Linked DNA regions of Mus musculus: region 2 is linked to region 1. A link is a contact called in public HiChIP or PLAC-seq data. All regions are on one chromosome and are shown on one strand. The core of a region is the stretch at or near the end of the contact, and the rest is flanking DNA. Distances in the headings are between cores, read along the strand shown. Region 1 overlaps Dgcr2 (DiGeorge syndrome critical region gene 2). Region 2 holds the start of Gsc2 (goosecoid homebox 2).

Evidence for each region. HiChIP or PLAC-seq counts read pairs in DNA pulled down with a chosen protein or histone mark.
Region 2: an H3K4me3 HiChIP or PLAC-seq map of intestinal villus epithelium shows a contact between it and region 1, with 13 read pairs. The contact joins the promoter of Gsc2 here to the enhancer-like site in region 1. A contact is called at or near these places in 17 of 39 promoter capture datasets (the 3T3-L1 cell line, 3T3-L1-derived adipocytes, the C10 cell line and 12 more), 2 of 15 datasets of contacts at CTCF or cohesin (CD8 T cells and large pre-B cells), 13 of 484 Hi-C or Micro-C datasets (Sertoli cells, cerebellum, cerebral cortex and 7 more), 12 of 115 datasets of contacts at active chromatin or transcription factors (the 230-238 cell line, the SCID.adh cell line, bone marrow-derived macrophages and 8 more) and 4 of 9 other capture datasets (adipose tissue, embryonic stem cells, liver and 1 more).

Annotation. Positions count from the first base shown.
Region 1 is chr16:17,862,145-17,867,758 of GRCm38.p6, forward strand. The region is part of intron 2 of Dgcr2 (DiGeorge syndrome critical region gene 2); the gene reads right to left. Among named protein-coding and RNA genes, the nearest start is that of Car15, 27 kb to the left of the region's middle. Within about 2 kb of position 3,352, at least 20 of the 459 cell types and tissues checked have an H3K27ac peak or open chromatin away from gene starts, as enhancers often do. A contact at or near this core is called in extraembryonic endoderm stem cells and intestinal villus epithelium, where this site is marked.
Region 2 is chr16:17,911,921-17,917,534 of GRCm38.p6, forward strand. It overlaps Gsc2 (goosecoid homebox 2), which reads right to left and starts at 3,107. Exons shown (of 3, transcript NM_029469.2): 1 at 2,834-3,107; 2 at 2,446-2,699; 3 at 1,194-1,798. The coding sequence starts at 3,083. The coding sequence ends at 1,697.

The DNA of each region.
Region 1 (5,614 bases), core at 2,102-4,601:
GTAGACTGACACGAGGAGAAAATACACTGAGAGAACAGTCCCATCTCAGGAAGCCAAGACACAAGGCCTTGTGAATCCAGCCAGACTGTGTTCTAGCAAAAGCAAAGAGTAAGAGGAGAAATGGGGGAGGGGGAGGGGAAGGGGAAGAGGAGGGAGAGGGAGAGAAAAGAGCCCAGGACTGGTCTCCTAGAGACTGGGTATTACATAAAGAGGGAGCGTACAGGGTAGAGACAGACCCTGGAAACCTACTGGGCTGGTTGTGAATCCCCTCTAGCCTCTTGCCTTCCTTCTCAGGCTTCTTCCTACTCTTCTGCAATCCATTTTCTGCAACTGTTCTTCCCTCCCAGCTTTCTTCTGCATGATAGTGAAGTCTCAAATGGGAGGCCAAATCCCTGTGATTTTCTTCAGGTGCTGCATGCGAATGTTGCCCATATTTCTAAGCAGCTCTTGCCAGTGTCCTGTGTGCTTCTTGGAATCTGTGCAAATTCTCATGTATACTTGGTTCCCACCAAAGGCTTTCAGCTGGCTGAGCACTGTGCAGATCTGATTTTAAAGGTTTCTTTCCCACAGTCTCACAGGATTCTACTTAACAGGTTTTATCCTGTAGTACCATGACACTTAGCTCTTGGGTGGCCAAACCATCACAACAGAACTCTTCTGCTCTGTAGGGTGGCTGAAACCCAGCAAGGAGAGAGTGTTTCTCTAGGCTTCTCCATCTAACTGCCCTGTTTTCGAGTGTTTACAGAGGGCCTATGACTCTTTAAGGACTGTGCCTGAGTGTCACCTGCCATCTTCCTTGGGGAAAATGTTTCTATTGCTTGAGATAGTCTCACTCTGTAATATGGGGCTGTCTCCTCCTGAATACTGAGATTACAGGTGTTGAGCAGCCAACTGGGTCTGGGATTTCTCAGTTTTGTCAGCTTCGCAGGAGGCAGAAACCCACGCTAGGCAAGCACTCTGCCACTGAGCAATAGCCTCAACCCCTGCTTCCTCGTTTGTTTTAAGTCTTTGCCCATATTCTCCTTTAATTCCTTCAACACACATTTAAGATATTATTTTAAAGTCTGTATTTCTTATATAAAAATGACATGAGAATAAAAAGGGGACTTCCTGGGAAGAGAGGAAGGGGTAAGGACTGAAATTTATTATATTCATGCATGAAATTGCCAAAGAATAAAAATAAACATTGCCGCCAGGCAATGCCTTTGATCCAGCATTCAGGAGGCAGAGGAGGCAGAGGAGGCGGAGGCGGAGGCGGAGGCGGAGGCAGAGGAATCTCTGTAAATTTGAAGTCAGCCTAGTCTACAGAGTGAGTTCCAGAACAGTCACAGCTACACAGAGAAGCCCTGTGCTAAAAAAACAATTAACAACTTACTTACATACTTACTTAATTAAAATAAATAAAATGAACATTGCCTTAAAAAAGAAAATTGTCTGTTTTTCTACAGAGATGGGTCACGTTCTTTTGTCTGTGTAAAAGCACCCATTTCTCCCAGTCTTTGAAGACTTGCCCTGTGCTACAGAAGATAACTACTAAGCAGGGCTTGGTGGGAGTTTGAATCAATGTGAGATGACTTTTTTAAAGATCTTCTCAGATCTCTTTGTTCGTCTTGCCAGTGCTGATGTGTAAGCTTTTCCTGATTTCCACATGCACTACTGTATGTATGTATGTATGTATGTATGTATGTATGTATGTATGTATGTGAGTACACTGTTGCTCTCTTCAGACACACCAGAAGAGGGCATCGGATCCCATTACAGATGGTTGTGAGCCACAATGTGGTTGCTGGGAATTGAACTCAGAACCTCTGGAAGAGCAGTCTTAACTGCTGAGCCATCTCTCCAGCCCTTCACACACAGTACTTTTAAATGTATTAATCTCCCTTCTGAAAGACTCCCTCAGGCAACAGGTCTCTACTTCCTAATGTGACCCTTTAACATAGTTCCTCATGTTGTGGTAATCCCAACCATAACATTTGTTGTTGTTGTTGTTGTTTTTTTTTTTTTTTTCCGAAACAGGGTTTCTCTGTGTATCCCTGGCTGTCCTGGAACTCACTTTGTAGACCAGGCTGGCCTCGAACTCAGAAATCCGCCTGCCTCTGCCTCCCGAGTGCTGGGATTAAAGGTGTGCACCACTACTGCTTGGCCCCAGACCCCTGCAGGTGTGCAGGCCCTTTCATTTTCAAAATATCTGCACTCAACTCTGCATCGCACCTTCCCATCTGCCAGTTTACATCATCAGGAGAAACTGGCAGCAATTTCTCAGGGAGCCCTATCCAGCTAGGGACACTTCACACAAGGCTGGAGGTGGACACTAGGAACCATGTGGAGTAAACATAAGTAAAAACAATATTGAGCTAGGCACACTTGTGCACACCTTTAGTTCCAGCACTCAGGAGGCAGAGGCAGGTGGATCTCTGTGAGTCCAGGGTTAGCCTAGTGTACATAGCCCATCTGCCCCCTCCCTACATAGAGACCTTGTTTCAACATGTATACACAAATGTATCCCAGTGAAAAACTTAAGAGTCAGGTCAGATTGGTCTAAACTATGTAGCCAAGGCTAGCCTTAACCTTTGATCCTCTTATGTCTATCTTCCCAGTGTTGGGACTCCAAGCATGTATAACCATACCTAGTTCATACAATGCTGGGATCAAACAAAGTCTACCAACTCAGTTGTGCTTCTAGTCCTTTCTGCTTGTTTGTTTTTGAGACAAGGTCTTGCTATGTAGTCCAGGAAAGCTCTGAACTGACAATCCTGCTTCAGCTTCCCAGGAGCAGAGCCTGGGTACGTAACCATCACAGCAGCTCAGCACAGTCTCGTCCTAATCTTGGGAGATGTACATTTCCAAGTCTTTCTCAGAGGTAGACAGTCTCTTTGTCCAGCCTGTCGTTGCTTTGGAATGTTTCTGTGGCAGAGTGAGGACTTAGAATTTCCTAGACTGCCATTTTGTTAAGTCAGAATATATATGCATATGTATATATGTATAGCTTTTTGTTTTTGAGACAAGAGTTTCTCTGTGTAACCCTGGCTGCCCTGGCCTCAAACTCAGAGATCTACCTGCCTCTGCCTCCCAAACGCTGGGATTAAAGATGTGTGCCACCACTATCCTGCCAGAATGTATTTTTAAAGTTTTCTTTTACTCCTTGAATTAAGATATCAATAACTGGTTATCTCCACTGCAGGGTTACTGCAAGCTATGCTTTTTTCTAAGTCCCTGAATGCTCTATGTATCCTGTTATACAACAGGATATCCTGAATTTAACCACTGTTTCACACACTGCAGTTACCTCAGGTAATCACGTTCTGACTCTCCTGGCTTAGAATGCTGTGTCAAGTCTGTTAATCATCCATAGAGTCCCGAAGTAGTGATTGTTTTTCATGGTTAAGAGGAAGATAGTCTAGGTAAGCCAGACTGTGGGAACTTGAATGAGGCACAGCTTTTTAGCTGAGAGCATTCTATTATGGCTATTCCTATGACACACCTGTTTATCTCTAGATAAGACTCTTCTGATCTTGTCTGAGATATTCCTTCTTAATTCTTCCCTATGTGTGCCCAAGTGGCTCCAAATTCTAATAGAAAGAGAATGCAATCAGCTCTTCAACAAGTAAAAAGGACCAGATGAATCTCAGCTTGAAGCCACTTTACAGGCTCAGCCACCAATGCTTTCAATTCTTGGTGTGCACTGTAGCCGTTAATTGCTGCATACTGTATTGCTCCCTCACATCTTCATCCCAAATAGTCCTTTCAGGTACCTGTCTCCTACCTGTCTGCTATGGACTTGGTATTACCACTGGATTGCACAGGACTAGAAAATACACCTATGACGTTTTGGTGGGAGGAGTCAGCTGTGCAGTGTGGACAAAGAAGGGTGTGGTGCTGAGACTCTCACCAGTCCTAACTCGTTTCCCTGCCAGGGCCTGTCGCCTCTTAATTTTCAGGAACCCTGCAGGGCAAAGTGCATTTCTCATTGCTCTTCTCGGGAGGTCCATGCTGCAGCTGCTCTGTTAGGTTAAGTCAGCTCGCACTCTACTCCTATTGCAGTTCTTTAAAAATTATGGGCACATGTCTATAGTTCCAACACTTGGACCTAAGGCAGGAGGATGTTGTGAGCCTAAAAGTCTCATAAGACTTTTGAAACCGGTCTGAGCAACATAACTTTGTCTCCTCAAATATCTACATCAGCATCCCAAAGAATGAAAGCTATAAGCATAAGTGAAATATAATAACGAACAAAAGTTCACCTGATGAGCTCAACTCACACCACCTGCTCCTCCCCGTGTCTGTTCCTGATTTCCCATCAGGTAAGGACCCATCAGGGAAGGACCAAGAGTAACTCTGGAGGAGCCATCTGCCACTGAGCCATAAGTCTCGTGCAGCGCGCCTGTGCTTTCTTCAGCGCACCTCATCCGCTAAAGCACAGAATGACCCACAACTGTTTGCAGTTTTCTGTCAACTTACTCTTGTCTACTGACGTATATGTTGATACTTATACCTAACACCATTCTCTGTCATTGGCACAAAACATTTTATCATGTGATCATGTGAGTTGTTTTCTAAGATATTAGTAAAAGAAATGCTAAAAGAATTTCTCCAAATTCTCCCAAATAAGAACCCTAGATCGGGGCTGGTGAGATGGCTCAGTGGGTAAGAGCACCCGATTGCTCTTCCGAAGGTCCAGAGTTCAAATCCCAGCAACCACATGGTGGCTCACAACCATCCCTAATGAAATCTGATGCCCTCTTCTGGAGTGTCTGAAGACAGCTACAGTGTACTTACATATAATCAATAAATAAATCTTAAAAAAAAAAAAAAAAAGAACCCTAGATCATGAGAATGGCCTGATATGGAAGACATTACTTGTTTTCTAAAGCAGGTGGTCCATTATCCACCTTACCCAAACAACAGTGAGAGTCCGGAGCCATCACATCTCCAACACCTAGTTTTACAGACAACTTAATTTCTGCCAACCTCAGGTATGTAAGCAACATCTTACCCAGCCTTTAGAGTACGAACTTGTGTAGCTCTGTGTTTAACTGTAACTTGATTGTGTAAATGAGGACGGCAGAAGCCAATCGCTGGGGGAAGATATAGAGACAGGTTTTCCAGGTCCCAGGAGAAAAAGGAGGAGGCGACATAGAGGAAGGGCTTTCCAGCCAGGCTGTGGAGCCAAGATAGACATCATGCAGACTGGGAGCTATGAGATCTGGTGGTGGCCTCCACCACAGAATGAATTCTAATATAGAATAGCTGGAGAGCTGGTAAGATGGCTCAGTGGGTAAGAGCACCCGACTGCTCTTCCGAAGGTCTAGAGTTCAAATCCCAGCAACCACATGGTGGCTCACAACCATCCATAACAAGATCTGACTCCCTCTTCTGGTGTGTCTGAAGACACCTACAGTGTACTTACATATAATAATAAATAAATCTTTAAAAAAAAAAAGAATAGCTGATGAGGACAATAGATTCCATGCCTAGCGGTTGCGACAACTAGCTGATTTTAAATATTGTCTGGTGTTTTCCATTCATGGCTACTCAGGTGGGGGGGGGGGGGGAAGCAAGCACAGCCGTGGAGCAGTCACTGGTGGTTGGGCAGAGATGGTCAGTGCAGAGT
Region 2 (5,614 bases), core at 1,857-4,356, 50 kb after region 1:
TAGAAAAATGTTAAATCATGCTGCCAGTGTGTAAAGTTACAACTGTGACCTGCAATAAGTCTGCACTCAGAGAATCTCAACTGCTACACAGGACATGTCAAGTGGCATTTCCCCAGGCAGAACATGGTTGTAGATGGAAAAGATGAATGGATGGGCATCAGGCAATGGGAAGGCCCAGCAGCGGGGTGGAGCAAGGCAAATGCCAAAACAGACCTTTAGTCACACAGTGCGCTAAAGAAGGAGATGACACCAGAGGGGGAGAGCCAGGCTGCACAGTATCTTTGGAGTCCTGTCAAGAAACATTATTTTAAGTGAGCTCAGGTGAAAACCAGAGAAAGCTGCAATGGTTACCATGCAAGGGAATGCAGCTTTCATGAGGTTGGTGCGCCTGAAGCTGCACACGAGCTAGTTTCTGGGGGGTTATTGATATGTTTAAAGGTGAAATCGGCTGGACTGGGTATGATCCGGTAATAATAGCAATTAATGATCAAGAACTCTATGATTTAACGTGCCTTTAGCAGGACAGTGAATGGGAAAATGGCCTGTTGTATATATGGTGCCTGCCGCAAGCCTGTGGGCTTCCAGGTGTTGTCAGAGGTACAGACTGACAAATACCTCAGGGGACAGGCCTGGACTGGAGACATAGAGGTGGGAACTGTAGCCTAAGGATGGAAAAGATACACCAAGAAGAGTATGGAGGGGGCAGAAGAGATGGCTCATCCGTTACAAGCATTTGTTGCTCTTCTCGAGGATCTAGGTTCAGTTCCCAGCACCCACACAGTGACACACAACTATCCATAACTCTACTTTCAGGGATTCAAATATCCTCTTCTGATCTCCATGGGCACCAGGCAAACATGTGATGTACATGTATATATACAGGCAACACACACAGCTATGCACTCACACACATACATCCACACACACAGCCAAAGATTCCCCCCATCTGTGAAGCTGGTTGGTAGTGCCTAGAGGCCCAGATCCCCAGGAGGCCTTGCCACCATCTACCGGCTTTAATTCTGACGAGGGAGACATGGTACTGGGACTGGGTACTTGTTGAGCTGTGCTCTGCAACACATGTTGATCCACACCCCACCCCCAAACTCTCTGGAAAGGGACAATGGAGCCAGTCCCTCAGTTGGTGTGGAAACAAAGCCTGAGACACAGGGACTTGAAATCCTGGACTGTTCTGTGGTCTTTGAAGATCTCGTTTATTTCTTGGCATCAGCTCAAGGCTGAGGTGAAGGAGCAGATGCAGGAATCTGGAAACTACCAACTACAACCTTCTTCTTCCACAGGTCATGACACCAGGGCCCTAAAGTGCAGGGCCTGTGAGGACAGAGTACGCCCAGGGCTGAGCAGACACCACTGCCTTGCATAAGAAGGTGGAAGGACAGAGAAGAGGCCAGTCTTGGTGACAGGCATGAGGTGGGGAGTTAGGCTCTTCGTCCTGCATGGAGCTAGGGCTTCTCTAGGTGCTGAGGGTGGCTGAGGAAGTTGACCTGCTCTGTGTCTGCACTTGACCTGCAGGAGGTCTCTGGTTCCTGCCCCACATGCCCTCCCTTCATGGGTGAGAAGGCGGCTTTGGATCCCCTGGCTGCCAGTGCTGGCAGCGTTAGTTCCTGTTCAGGTAGGTCTGTCCCCCTCCTCCTTCCTTGTGCTCTACTTCATAAAGCCAGATAAACTCCGGACAGCATCAACAACTCTCCTTGGGAGTTTTCTTAGTCCCAGGCAGGAGCCTCGATGAGGAAGCACGCTTTTGGTGTCGCCACTTTGCCCGGCGGTTCTTGAACCAGACCTGAGGAGGAGGGAGACCAGGACAGCTCAGGCCCCAAGGATCCATCATCCAAAGAACTTTGGAAGGGCTAGGTGGTAGGCTTCAATGGAGGTGTAGGTGAATGGATCTGCAACCTCCTTCCCTCACACACTTTCCCAGCCTGAGCCCAGGCTCAGGCGCGCTCTCTCTCTCTCTCTCTCTCTCTCTCTCTCTCTCTCCTCTCTCCCCTTCTTCCCACCCCACCTCTCCTCCTTGTAACCTAGGTGGCTAGGCGGCTTCTTACTGTGTGAGGAGACTGACTTTGATGAACTCATGATCCAGCCTCCATCCCCCAGGGGTTGGGATTACAGATACATGCCACTATGCCTGACTAGATTTGAACATTTCTTAACTTTCTCACATCTGGGGCAGGAACAAACGTGCATTTCATCATCAGGGGAAACTGGGGAGCCGGACAAAGTCAAAGAAAACGACTCTTGACCTCTTCCAGTTCCAGGGACACCCAAATAACGTGCTGGAAGAACCGGCCCCGCGCCCTCATCGAGTGATCATAGGGGGTCTCCCTTCAGTGTAGCCGGCTACGAGTTGAAGCCCCTTCTGGAAGGTCGGTCTTTGAAAAATAAGAGTGGCGCCGGAGTTGGCCTCCAGGCTGCGGGCTGAACACCCACCTCCACGCGCTCCTCTCGCAGGCGGATGCGGACCGCCAAGCGTTCGCGTGTGCCTACGTCGGGATACTGGTTCTGTACGAAGAGTGCCTCGAGCGCCTGCAGCTGCTCCTCGCTGAAGATGGTACGGTGGCGCCGCGTGCGCCTCTGCGGGCCGGGGCCGCTCGTGCCAGTCAGCGCCGGGGAGCCTGCTCTAGGCGCCGTCAAGGGAGAGGGCGTGGCGGGCGCCAACCTCAGCGGCCACGCCAGCCGCAAGCCTGCGGGGCGGTAAGGGGCGGGGTGGGGTCAGGTGTAGGGTTACGGTTCCAATTAGGGTTAGGGGGAGCCAGGCTCGCCCCGCAGGCCGCCCCGCGAGATCCCCGCCTAGTCTTGCCCCTCCGCGCGCACTCACCCGGCCCGGACGATGTCTCCGGGGTTCCGCGGGTCGCAGCGCGCGGGTTGCAGCAGCAGCAGCAGGCGCAAGGAGCAGCGGGGACGGGCGCCTCGGGTTCGTCTAGCTCGGCGGGGTTCCGACCACCGACGGGCTGCGGTGGCCGCGTCGCGGGCCTGCGCTCCGGCAGGCTGGAGAGGATGTGCTCGATGGAGAAAGGGCAGGGTCGCCCGGGGTCCCTGCGGCTGGCCGCGCTGCCTGCAGTCGCCATGCCCGCGGGCGGGCGGCGCAAGAGGCGGAATATATACATAGGGAGGTGGGAGGTGCGGTAATCCCCAGACCGGGCGCCGCGTTCGCGCGTGCTAATCCCGTCGCCAGTCCTCAGAGAGCTAATCCCCGGCCATGGAGGAGGGCAAGCCCCTTCGTCTGGGTACCGGGGACTGCGCTGGGAGCAGGGAGTCCTGCACTCTGCCACGTCTAGAGCTGGAGGGAAAGGAAGGGATCAGGAGCCCATCCTTTATATCTTTTAAGGCAGGCTTAAGGTCGCCTGCCAGGAGGAATGCCAGGACCTTGGAAGCCTCTAACTCACAGGGTCCCCGCCACCTCTCTGCCCCTGGCTTCCCTCATTCCCTCCATGAAACTGGAGATTCCTGGAATGAAGATTTCCAGTGAGCTCAGCACCCTGTCAGCAGGATGACCCTACTTGACAGCTCTTGCTCACTTTGAAGCCCTGGTCTGAATCTCCTATAGAAGAATACCTACAGGATGGGAAGCTGAGACTGACATCCAACTCATAAAGATTCGCCTGCTTCTTGTCTCCTGAGTGCTGGGAGCAAAGGCGCGAGCTGCCAATTCTGTGCCTTCTTTCTAGAGACTAGAAGATATTTTTCTTGTTATCTCCTGTCTTAGAAGGTCCCTGACGCCCTTGCCCGGCTCCTGTGTACATCAACATCTCCCTCACACCACATTTTCTAAGAGCTGTTTCATGTGCCCCTGCCCTACCCTTTGCCCAGGCCAGTTCCGCTTTGTCTACAATATAACTTCTGCCCACTGTTCTTTCCAACTGAGAACAAATACTTGGCCCGATTTTCGTCATTCTCAATTATGAAGCTTTGAACCTCTAGGCCTTTGCTTAAGACACTTTGTTTTGTGATCTCTGAAAATATGGCGTGTGTCTTTCAGGACAGAGCAGCGGACTGCCTCACTGTTACTAAGCATTGTGGCTTGTTTAATGTCATAATACTGATCAACTATCAAGGGTTCTTCCTAAGGGGACAAGCGTTGAGAATGGTGAGCCAAATCTATAGTCGCAGGATTCCAGGGGCTCCAGAGGCCGAGACAGGAGGATTACTGTGAGGGAAAGGCCAGTCTGGTGAGATCTGTATTTTTTTTTTTTTTTTTTAAGGCATGATGATACCTTTAATCCTAGCATTTGAGAGGCAGAAGCAGACAGATCTTTGTGAGTTCCTGGCTAGTCAGAGCTACAGGGCAAGACCCTGTCTCAAAGGAAAAAATGATTTGTTCTTAGGGTTTAAGCAGTTACTGGGTGTGAGATATCCAGAGCACAACTGGACATGGGGTTGATGTCCCAGGAATATTAGCAGCCAGAGTAGGCAGCATACCCAGTCACCCATCTCCCACTTTACCAAGTCCTCTTATAAGTTCTTCTGCTGACTACACTCTAGTACCAGTGAGGACTCTATGGGCTTCAAGTGATGGACATTACTGTCTCATCCATCATAAAAGTCCCAGAGTGTGTTCATCTGAAAGGCTTATGAGTAGCACTATTAACTGTGTGACCTTTCAGCCTGCCTCATGGTTACAGAATGGCTGCCACAGCCCCAGACCTCCTATGGATTCCTTTGGATGCAGAAGACTTGTCTAGCAGACATTCGTGTAGAACATCTGTGCCTAAACCCACCTCAATGCTCAGGGGTGTGAAGTGGCCCGTTACTCTTGTCTGCTCAGAATGGGGCAGCAAGGCCAGGGACAGGAAGGCCTCTGGGATTTCTTCCTCTTTCCATGCCCATAGCCTTGCTTCCTTTCTCTTGTATTTCTCTCCCTGTAGGAAGATGACATGGTGCTCTGCCAAAGCTGTGCCCTTGGGGAGTTCTCCCTCAATGGACCATATTGACCATATTGTCAGGACCATATTGAGGTGTCAGTGAGCCAGGCTCTGTGCACTTGGTGGCAGTCATTTGTGCATGTGGCTCATTTGTGTCTTCTGAACTTGCTTAGAGACGACTGGGGCAATACCACTGTGTGTGTGTGTGTGTGTGTGTGTGTGTGTGTGTGTGTGTGTGTGTAATAGTGTCTTGTGACACTATTTCTGAAAGTATCAAGTAAACAAACATCTACTCACCCCAAGTAGGGAAGCAGTGATAGCCAAAGTAAGAGCACTACTGAGGTCTAACTTGGTAGGGTTACTAGGAATATGGCTGAGGTTACAGCAACAGAAATGACTCAAAGCTGTACCACTGTGGTGGATTGAACGACACCGGCCCCCATAGGCTCAGATGTTCAATAATATTTGATAACAGAGGTGGTGCTGTTTGCATAGGTTTAGGAGGTGTGGTCTTGCTGAAGGATTTACATCACTGAGCGTGGGTTTTGAGGTTTAAAAGCCATGATAGGAATGAACTCTTATTCCTCTAAAACTGTAAGCCCAGAAACCCTCCTTTTGCACTTTGCCCCATCATGTTTTATCACAGTAATAGACACGTAACTAATGCAGTGACCAAATGTCCTGTCCTGCATGAGTGACAGCTCTTTTTTTCTTTTTTTTTTTTTTTGAGTAAGGGT